4 separate regions of the Zea mays genome follow, and all the other regions are linked to region 4. A link is a contact called in public Hi-C data. All regions are on one chromosome and are shown on one strand. The core of a region is the stretch at or near the end of the contact, and the rest is flanking DNA. Distances in the headings are between cores, read along the strand shown.

The links. A called contact is a pair of places that touch in the nucleus more often than the background predicts.
Region 1: a Hi-C map of ear shows a contact between it and region 4, with 2.5 times the contacts expected there. The contact joins the promoter of LOC100193150 here to the promoter of LOC100501122 in region 4. A contact is called at or near these places in 4 of 25 Hi-C or Micro-C datasets (ear, leaf, leaf mesophyll and 1 more).
Region 2: a contact with region 4 is called in a Hi-C map of ear, with 2.1 times the contacts expected there. The contact joins the promoter of LOC100285383 here to the promoter of LOC100501122 in region 4. A contact is called at or near these places in 2 of 25 Hi-C or Micro-C datasets (ear and tassel).
Region 3: a contact with region 4 is called in a Hi-C map of ear, with 2.3 times the contacts expected there. The contact joins the promoter of LOC100192483 here to the promoter of LOC100501122 in region 4. A contact is called at or near these places in 2 of 25 Hi-C or Micro-C datasets (ear and tassel).

What each region holds. Positions count from the first base shown.
Region 1 is chr2:72,646,784-72,649,483 of Zm-B73-REFERENCE-NAM-5.0, forward strand. It overlaps LOC100193150, which reads right to left and starts at 1,446. Exons shown (of 13, transcript NM_001358650.1): 1 at 1,328-1,446; 2 at 1,089-1,194; 3 at 276-401; 4 at 72-187. The coding sequence starts at 1,098.
Region 2 is chr2:71,454,120-71,456,819 of Zm-B73-REFERENCE-NAM-5.0, forward strand. LOC100285383 reads right to left here and starts at 1,354. Exons shown (of 5, transcript NM_001372212.1): 1 at 1,158-1,354; 2 at 805-1,066; 3 at 1-202. The coding sequence starts at 1,166.
Region 3 is chr2:71,029,108-71,031,807 of Zm-B73-REFERENCE-NAM-5.0, forward strand. It overlaps LOC100192483 (putative metal-nicotianamine transporter YSL6), which reads right to left and starts at 1,254. Exons shown (of 8, transcript NM_001137703.1): 1 at 1,188-1,254; 2 at 740-1,109; 3 at 1-15. The coding sequence starts at 1,079.
Region 4 is chr2:72,012,733-72,015,432 of Zm-B73-REFERENCE-NAM-5.0, forward strand. LOC100501122 (DNAJ heat shock N-terminal domain-containing protein) reads right to left here and starts at 1,328. Exons shown (of 2, transcript NM_001195932.1): 1 at 1,273-1,328; 2 at 1-190. The coding sequence starts at 28.

The DNA.
Region 1 (2,700 bases), core at 196-2,695, 630 kb after region 4:
TAGAAGACGCAGATAAAAATATGGAAACAACTGAAATGATTTGCTGCTATACTGAGCCTTCTAAAATAAACCTTCAGTCGTTCATGAGCCTCCCCAACTGTTCTTCCATCCTTCTTCCTCCGCCATGTGTGACCATCTCTCCGGAAATACCGATTGACACGACGATTGTAAAGGAATAGGGAACCACCTGTAGAACAATCAAATATGTTGTCAAAGAAAAGAACAATTATACAAGTAAGATAATTTCCTCTAATTAAGGGATATATGTGCTTTACTGGGTGGCTTCTTTGGTGCCTCATGGGTGATAGGGAACCTCTCGTGATTCTGCAAGATATAGTACACTTCAGAAGGCTTTAACCACCTACTCCTTGCTTCTTCACGAAGTACGTTGATGTCAAAACCTACAGCCAGACAGAGTACCAAAGGATAAGCCGATAAGGCGCGGCAGTATTTAATTTTCTATTAAACCCCATAGGACCACAATAAATTCTCAACATTAACATGAACCTCATCATGGGATATGATTAGTTAAAGAAATCATTCCCATCTCAATATAAAGGTATATTGTATAAAGTTATAAAAAGAAAAATTCCGATGTTTTCAAGCTCGTCTAGGGAATGTACTGATCTCAGCAGTGTCGAAACCCCAACATAAGCCATGAACCTTGCCAAGATTTGCACCTTTATACGGTAGGAAAGGGCATATTTATGCTTCCAAGAGCTTGTACGAACATCCCATCCGTTATTCCGCTACAGCTGTACCAAAAGCTCAACGACGAATTCGAGCCAGAGTGGAGCATGAGCTCAAAAAGAATCTAACAAACGCCCTGCCTATTCCATCAATCACTGAAGAAACACAAGCGCTCAAAAGAATCCGATGTTTTCTTTTCTCTATTCTCCCTATATCGGGTAGTGGGATCCACTTAGCAGCATCAGAAGCAATCAAGAGCCCCCGCCAAGAAACAAGAACCGCTGCTCTCATCGCCCTACCTAGGTCCACCCCCAGGAAGTACAATAAAGATGATGTCTTGGCCGCGGCAATCAAGAATCACCAAATAAACGACGAGAAATCACAAGAAAAACACTCACTCTGGCTCATGGTCACTTGCAGAGATCCAACAGCTTCTAAGCTCCCATGGAAAGAGGGGGGCGAGGAACCCCCGCACTATGGTTCCCCCAGTTGCCAACAAAAGCTCTGAAATTAGCCGCTAACAAACAAGAGTTAGGGAGGACGAGGAGAAGCTGCAGTACGCCACAAGAACTCCTCCTGTGCCCTTTACTGGCTCCCGCAGCGCAGATGAGGATACAGCAGGGCAGACAGGGCATACCCTAGGGTGAGAGGGGGAGAGAACATATTGGTGAGTAAATCGATCAGCTGCTTCTGCTGATTTAGAACATATTGGTGAGAGGGAGAGAGAAGATATTGGTGCCTGAGTCTGCTGCTTCTGCAATTCAAGACAGTGACTGGCCCTTGTGTACCCTGATTTAGGGCTTGTTTGGAACAAAGGGTAATAGAGGGGATTGAGGGAGCTATAATCCCTCACTATTTAAAATTAAGTAGTAGGGGATTCTAGCCCCCTCAATCCACTCCATTACCCTTGATCCCAAACAAGCCCTTAGAGTTTATTAGTCCACGTCCATCCACAGAATTTCATTAGCGAAAAGCGCAGCTGAACGGGTTTGTTGGCGAGGATAAACAACTGTAGTAAGATATTAGTGTGTAGGTGCACATGGGATTTTCATACTGCAACGAGCAACTTGTGCAATCCTGACTTATTAAACTGCTCTACCTTCTCATTTTGGTTTTTGTTTATAGCTTGACTTGACCTGGGAGTCGAGATGACGAGTGAAACCATTATTCATAGTATCACTGGTCACTCCTCCCCATCTGAATGCGAAAGCAAGTGCTTGTTCTTTTCGCAGAGGGTTAGGTAAAAATTGCCGTCTAGAAGTCAGTGACACCGACACCGAGTGTAGTTGTAGATGAATGCTTGAGCACCTTCCTGAGATCCAATGTATACACTAGCTATCCTAAAGCCACAGCCAGCCTTACTTATCTCAACTTATATTTTAAATTACACTTGTAGAGTATAATATATATAGTACAAAATAGTGTCTACCGTGGCCATATCTACAAAATATGATATGCTGGCTATAGCATAAGCAAGACTTCTCATCACCATATTAGAGGCATTCATTTACTCCATTCTTTCCCAAATAATAGTCGTTTTAGCTCTTAGTTTTTATGTCTGTATTCAAATTGATGATAATAAAGATAGACACATATACAAAACACATACATCAAGTATTGTATTAATCTATCAATTTTTTAAAAACAAATTTTATTTTGGGACGGATGGAGTGCTCCATATGTTCTAAAATAATAGTCGATTTAGTTTTTTATTTTTATATTTATATTTAAATAGATAAATATATATATATATAACACATACATTAAGTATTGTGTGAATTCAATAAATATCTAAAACGAATTTTATTTTGAAACAGACGGAGTATTATTTATGTGTGAGAAGGCCTCAAACTCTACTCGGCAGAAATAGGGCAAAGTTAACTACGTTTACAGTGCAAACCTGACGAATGAGCGCGAGTACATTTCTCAATACCACACGCTAACAAATGATTTTGCTGAACTACAAACTTGGCTTTTAGGATGACAGACAGCTGAAGAGAGAAGATGGCC
Region 2 (2,700 bases), core at 104-2,603, 560 kb before region 4:
TCCTCCGGCTTTGGCGGCTCGGGCTCCTCCTCTGCCTTCTTCTCCTCCGGCGGCGTTGGCGGCGGGATCGGCGACAGCAACTCCACCTTGCGGCCGGTCTTCTTCTGCACGCGCTCCACCACCCTCATGGGGTCGGCGGCCGCCTTCTTCCCCTTCACCACCACCTTGTGCGACTTGGAGTCGGCGACCACGTCCTCCACTCCTGCGTGCAATTTCCCGCTTCAGTTCAGCACACGCATGGGCAAGCCGCCGTTGCGTAGCTAGCTTAGAACATTGTTCGAGAATCATCTGCAGCAAAGCATACTCCTAGTCTCCTACACACGCATGGCTGACTGGCTGAGGAATGAATCGGCTTCACTTTTTTTTCTGGGGGCTCTGACCTCTGAGAGAATGACGTACGCTTGGTCGAGCAGGCCGTCATACTACCAGCCTGCCCCTGCCCCTGCCCCTGCGCCCTGCCCCTGCCCTGCCCTTTTGTCGAGCCATCTCGGCGGAGGGATCTCTCTCTAGTCAGGGAGCCTGGATGGGTTCGTGTGCAATTGCTACCATTGCATGAATCCCCCACCCCCTGCCTTCAAACCCATCCATGAACCGCAGCAAGAATAACCCCCGAAGCAAGTATACTAAATCTGGAATTCTTTTTCCTTTCTTTCTCTTTCTCTTTTTTTAAAGAGAGAGAGAGAACCGATCAGCGTACAGATACTACGTGTTACCGCAATGAGAAGAAACTGAGAAAGCAAAGGAGGAGGAGGCTAGCAGTAGCAGCGGAGTTTGAGGACAGGCAGAGGGCAGAGCATTTATTACCGTCGAAGCGCTTGAGGATCTTCTTGACCTTGCGGGCGCATCCCTCGCAGTGCATGTAGACCCGCATCTCGACCTCCTCGGGCGGCGGCGGCGGCGGGGGGGGAGGGGGCGCGTCGTCCTTCTTCTCCTCCCCGTCCTTGGGCTTGTCCTCCGCCGCCGCGGCGTCCTTGGGCTTGTCCTCCGCCGCCGCCGTGGCGTCCATGGGCTTGTCTTCCTTCTTCTTCTCCTCCTCTGCCGCCTCCTTGGGCTTCTCCACCTCCGCCTGCAATGCAAGGCCACCACCGTCACCGTCCGTCAGGATGACCGACCTGAGCACCGTCGAAGCGGCGTCCGTTCCCGACGGCCAAACTCACCTCGCCCATGCGGCCTGCGCTGTGTGCCCTGCTCTAGTCCCTTCACACTCACACACTGTACTGCTGCTGCTGCGACTGCAAAGCTCCTCCACTCCTCGGTGACCGAGCGGTGCGGGTGAGTGCCTGTGGTGGTGGCTGCCTCTGTGCTGTGTGCTCTGTGTCTGTGCTCTGCTCGCGTGTCTGTGACGCCGGCCGGTGGGTATGTATAATGGGATGGGTCACCTATATGTAGCGAGCGGGGAGGGGAATGGGTGGGCGCCGCTAACCGAGGCCGGCCTGCGAGATCCGCATGGAAATGATTCCGGCGTCTCTCCTCCCTTGCCTCCCTCTCACTCCATCTCTCTCTCTCTCTTGGAAATTACTAGCAGGCACCGACGAGACGAACACCTACCTGGCTGTAAGAAATCACTAAGAGCTTGTTCGGTTAGCTCTCAATCCATGTGGATTGAGCGGGATTGGATGGGTTTGAATCCCAAACAAGTCAAACTTCTTCACAATTTTTTCCAATCCCATCCAATCCATGTGTATTGGGAATAACCGAAAAGCCCTAACTGTGAATAAACATACTGCAGCGCGCCGCGCGCGCGTGGGTAAGTTCCTTTTTATTGCTGCTTGGAGAACGAGAGGGAAGAAAAGATTCTTTTTTGGACGATGTAATAATAATAAATTATTACTTACTGTGTGTTTTTACCCAGTACTCCAGATTTACTACAACTATAATTATACTAGTAATAATAATAAATTAAATTTGTTGGTACTACATGTTTGTACGATGTACGTTGGTGACCATATATATATTTTTTTTACTTCAACTTGCACACTGCCATAGTGCCATGCCATGCACGGGCCGCAAGCAAAGCATCCGTTGGGTGACACAAATCTACAAATAAACAAAAAGAGAGGGAAAGAGAGAGGGTTTCTTGGCATGTAAGTATATACGTGCGTTTCTCAAAGTGCCTTTGCAATGTATCTCATCTCATCTTCGCCCAGGGCGAGGCCGAGGAGCTTTGCTGACGCATCTACTAGTTCGCTCGCCCCGGCCCGTACTCAAAAGTGCCTTTCTGTGTTTCCTTTTTTTTTCTCTGAGAGGCTTGGTGCATCATCAAGTCATTAGCTTTCTTGCCACACACTGTATTATCAATGTATTTATTTATTAACAAAAGCTTCAGTTTCTGTATCTGTTCTAGACTTTTCTAGTGCTCCGCTAGGACTACACGCATGCATGACTCAGCACACATATCCCTACCCAGCTGTCCGCCATGCATGCATGCGTGTGCATCGTGCTCGTGCAGCCAAAATAAGGAGATCGATACAATACAGATAGCTTAGTTTCAAGATATTCGCTTGAGTTTAATTCGTATCGATTTCTACTTTAATTCGTATCGATTTCTACTGTTCCAAACTAGCAGCATACGGATCCAGCGTTATATATAGTTTTGTCCTATAATATGGCTTACTTGCAGTAGACCCAAAGGGCGGGGCTAAAAGTTTTTCAGCTTTGTTGTTTGACCGATCTTGTGGAGAACGGCAACAGCCTGATTCT
Region 3 (2,700 bases), core at 4-2,503, 980 kb before region 4:
AGCTTCCAAACCCCCCTGCAACCACAAGATTAGTCACTAATAATAAAAATATACTTTTCGAAGCAAAAGGAGGAAAGTGTTTATTGTGACCAAGCAAAAGGAGGAGAGTATTTGTTGTGACCAACGCTCTGCATGAAACAGCAATGTGATATTAATGCAGCAAAATTTCCCCAACAAGAGTATAATATCAACCATATATAAGGTAATCACAGCATCACCTTAAAAAAACTAGTTCGAAACAACAATTGTGAAACAAAACTAAATCCTTGTCGAATTTTATTGCTCATTGAATGACAAATGAAATCCTGAAACCGCTACTAACTAACAACATTTCTTATATACCATCTGAAACAAACGTTTGAACAACTGAATCTCCACCGGTATAAACTGAACTGAACTCAAGAAGACCAAAAGAACATCATGGGTCAAAGGCCTACATGAAATCCAATTAAGCTAGACTTCAGCCGTAAACTATTAGCCAGACTCCAGCCGTAAATTATTAGCAGCAATTAAACGCCCGATGAAAAATAACAGCCCTAAACTGTACTCCGATCCAAATAACGAGTAAAGTAGCACTACTCTACCAATACTGAACATCAAACTTCGTAACTCTGGGCAGCATGGAGATCTGTACGGCTCAACCAAAATTTGGAGGAGATCTCAGCCCAGGAGTACCTACTATCTAGGCGACAAGCAAGCTCCTCCATCCGCCGCGCAATAACCAATAATCATAACATACCGCTGAAGGCGAGGCCGTAGCAGGCGACGACGCATGTCTGAATGACGGTGTTCTCCTGCTTGGTGAAGGGCTTGGAGACGACGCCGAACCTCTCGAGCGCCGCCGTCCAGGTGCGGACCAGGAAGTAGCCGAGCAGCCCCGCGGCGACGTTGAGCGAGGGGATGATCCCGACGGTGAGGTTGAGCTTGTGCGTAATGAGGCAGAAGAGCACCCCCAGGACGGCGCTGACCGCCAGCCCCCGAGCCGTCACCTGCTCCCGCCACGGGGGCACCGCCTCCGGCGCCGGCGCGCCGGCGCCCGACGCGAGGAGCGGGCCGGTGATCTCACCCTCCGATCCCATCGGTCGCCGGCGTGAGTATCGGCAATGCCTCTGTTTCAATAATACTAATCAATAGTACTAATGATTAATAAAATAAATACACTTGTCTCTTCTCTTTGTAGTTTGTACGAGTAGTTTGTTCGGTTTCGCGTGTGGTGCGAGCGAGGTAGATGACGATGAGGCGATGAGGAGTTCGACGGGGTAGGTTGCGTGCCAACTGCGAGTGCATTAATAAATCCCCTTCGGATACCACCAGCACTGAGTACCACTCGGACGGCTCTTGACAATGACGTGCGGGGCCGAGAATATGTGGGTCTTCATCGGTGCCGCAAAGGACAAAATGGACCCACATGTCATCGTAAATATCACGACGGCTCGATACTTTGCCAGGTCCGGCTGGCGACGTGGACCTGGATATAGCCGGATAGAGACCCACGGGTACACCGTACGCCAGAGTGGTAAAGGGACACGCGCGTCATCGGCATCACATACTCTAACGCCAAACTCTATCTCCAACGCGGCGTTAGGCTCACGTGTTGGTAACATAATGATGGTAATCGACAACGTTAAATCATATTTATTTAAATCCAACCAATAACATTAAATTATATTTGTTTAAATTCAGCCGTAATCCAGTGGCGTAGCTAGGATTTTTTCATAAGGTATGCCATTAGAAATTTTTCATAAATAATTTAGCATAATTTATAATAGTTTGGAATACAATTTAATTAAAATATAAAGACAAGAATACCATATAAAACTATAGATTTAATGTTTAAGTCTATAAGTACATATATTAGAATATAAATATAATATAAAATAATCTAAACATCAAATAAAAATACATAAAAAATAAACTTGCAATTGGATTCGTGCGGTGCTGGCGGTGGCGCATCACGTGGCCCTGTCAGTCATCAGGCTTTCAGGGCATCAGCCACTAGAGAAATCAGGCGGCGAGAGCCCAGAGCCCAAACGACATGATCCTTTTGTTTTTGTGTTGTTCTAACTTCCAATGTAACATTGCACCTGTTTTTTTTTCTAGCTACTATGGATTGGTGGTCCGATGGGCCGGCCCATAGAGTATGCCATGGCCCACCTGGACCACCCTGTAGCTACGCCACTGCCGTAATCGATATCACACTAGAAATATATACCAGCATATTTAAACTTATTACCGCATGTACTCGAGTGTGAATCATTATCATTTATGTTATATTTTGTGAACCAAATAGCACCCTATTTTGTATTATATATTTCACGGTTAGTAGAGTAGAGATTTAAATAGTGAATTTAATAAAGAGCAGGATAGGAAGTCTGTTAGAGATAGTCTATCCTTGAAGACCTAAACTTATTATAAATATCATCTCTAACTAGAGATGGCAATGGAGACTCGATCTCTGTTTTCGCCGGAATTTCTCCATTAAGTATATTTTACTGTGTTTGTAGAGTAGAGATTTAAATAGGGAATATAATAAATAGTGGGATGAGAAGTCTGTTGGAGGTAGTCTAATCGAGAAGACATAAACTTATTATAAATATCATCTCTAGATGGCAATGGAGACCCGATCTCTATTTCCGTCGGAATTTCTCCATTAAGGCTTGTTCAATTAGGGTGTATTAAAGCTTTAACTGTTTCTTCCCT
Region 4 (2,700 bases), core at 78-2,577:
CCACATCCATATTGTACTCCTCACTCATCTGCGCCTCTGGACTCGATTGGCCAACAAACTAACTTGAGAGGAAGCAGCAAAGCCCAAGATCAAGAACTGGACAAGATTAAGTGTGCATCCAGATTAGAAATCTTCATTGCCTTAGCCTGCAGTTAAGTACATCCAGATTAGAAATCTTCACTGCCTGGGCCTGCAGTTAAGTACATCCAGATTAGAAATCTCAACAAACATCAAAACGGAAGAACTCATGACGTAACAGTATATATTACAAAAACGCATGTAAATAAGCACTTAAGAGGTCCCAGAAAAGTAAACTACCACATTTCAACCAATTCATTTCAGATCCAAAGGAAATTAGAAGTGAGGGCTACAGTTAAACCATACTTATCGATAGCTCTATTTCATGGAGAACTGACATTTCAGCTCGGAAAGAGCATGTACTTCCATCAAACCACTATGCAACACTGAGATTCACTTCGCTAAATTCGGGCTCCCGAGCATCCTTACTCCGATTCCATCCTTGATCTACAGCTGCTAAACTAAGCAGATCAAGCAACTCCTCCAACAATTCCCACGACAAAAAATGGTGTCTTTCATAGCAACAAGTGGAACAAAAGATCCAAACTTTCTACACACGCCCACAAATATCGAACCTCACCGACAATAGCATGTAAAAAAAACCAAGCGAAACAAACAAACCAGGCCCCTAGGAGTAGGAGGCACCTTGAATCCAGTTCACGAACACCTCCCCCAAACCCCAGCTAGAATCGAAGAAACGCCTCGATCCGCGTGATCCACAGCCTTAAGAAGAGAAGGAACTGACTATGTGTTTGGTTCATGGGCTCATGGGGAACGGAGACCATGGTGTTTGGATCTGAGTCATGTGGGGACGGAGACCTAGCAGCGGAGCTGTGTGGCGGCCGCGCGGGGCCGGTCGCGGGGACGCTGGGGCTGCAGAGAGCGGACGCCACGCCGGAGCAGGTCGCGAGGACGCTGGGCCCCAGGCGGTGGTCGACAGAGCGCGGTTTCCTCTCCGGGCTGCGGCGCAGCGAGCGGAGGGAGGAGAAGGGTTCAGGCGGCGGGCGGAGGGGCGATCTCGGCTGCGGGGGAAGAAGACGCGGCGGCCGCCCCCTACTGATGGATCGGGGACTCCCGGCGAGACGGGCCTAACCCTAGGCGCCCGCCAGATCTGCCGCCGCGCCAGGCCGCGGCCGGCGGCGAGACGCACCTCAACCAGAAGCTGACAGAGAGAGGGATCGACTGGGGACTCACCGGCGCCGGATCTCCGGGAGGCGCGCTAATTCGGGGGGCCAGCCCCCAGAATTGCGAATTTTTGGGGCCCCGAATTTTATTTCGGGGCAGGAGCAAGCTCGAAAAAACGAAGCTTTTTTAGTCAAAGCCTCCGAAATTTTGCAATACACGACGGCAATGTGCTGAGAAGGGTCATGTAGCTTGCTGCAGCACAGTAGTAGTAGAAAAAGAGTAGGTCAGGTCATGTGTGTCCTGTAAAAAGGGAAATAAATTATTCCATCTCTGTTTTTTTTTGTTGTTGTTTGCTCCAAAAGTTTCGAACTTTGCCCCTATTCGGCGCCCCAAATTAATTCCGGTAACATTGCAGCCCAAATAACGGGTTCAGCCCTAAGCCAGGGGCTTTCTCGGGATTTCCAAGCTTTTTCCTCTTTATTTCACAAAAAAAATACGTGCATATAAAAGCAAAGAAGATGGTTGCCGAATTTATTTGGGATCAAGAGACCGATTACTGTTTTAGCTGGAGATTTGAGCCCAGCACAAGGGCGCTCGATATGGGAAATGGCTCTAATGTCCTCCTGGCGGGCCCCACATTACTCAGACATGCAAAAGGCACTCATGAAGTAATTTGCTTGCGTACAGCTACGCGATATACTAGTCGTATGCGTACGTGACACTTTATTAAGGGCTATTTGTGTAAAATCACAGCAGCGCGGGGTAACCTGGTGCTGTTGCTGGAACAACAAAATGCCAGGGATATATCAGGACTTTCACATGCTATATACTTATGGTTAATATATCACAACCACCAGCCAAAAAAGGTTCCTCTCTTAGCTCTATTCTTTTTCCTCCACTGGAGAAGATATCTCTTGTGTGAGACACGGATGGATAGTTTGGAAAATCCATTTTACCAAGTAATTTATATTTTTCAAATGAAAAATAAACTAATTTCTCTTAAGAAAATAAAAATCTCTTGAAAAAATAAGTTCTCAAACTAGCCCTCAGATGTCCTTTTTCCCAAGTGTGGGACCCACTCCCATTGTTACTAGTCTTTAAGCATTCCCTCTCGACATCATCACTCACCAGCACTTCTTTTCTCTGTACGGGTATCTGAAAAAGGAACACAGTAGTAAAATAAACAGCACTAACACAAAAATATCTAGAGCAAGTACTAACATTGTTGACGTTTCTTCTGTCAGTGTAACAACAATTCACAGACAGAGTAATCCTGCAACTGGTTCATACGTGATAAATACGGATTATATTGAGCTTGTAAAGTACAGAACATGAGCATTTGCCACAGCTTCCAATAAAACTGCAACCTTCAGCTGAAGCAGCACCCAGTTCCAGAAGACAGCAGATGATATGGACGAACATAAGGGTCCTTAGAGGCTTACTGGCTTAGAGTTTGTAATAGAACGTTAATCAAGATCACACTTCAGAGTTTATAAT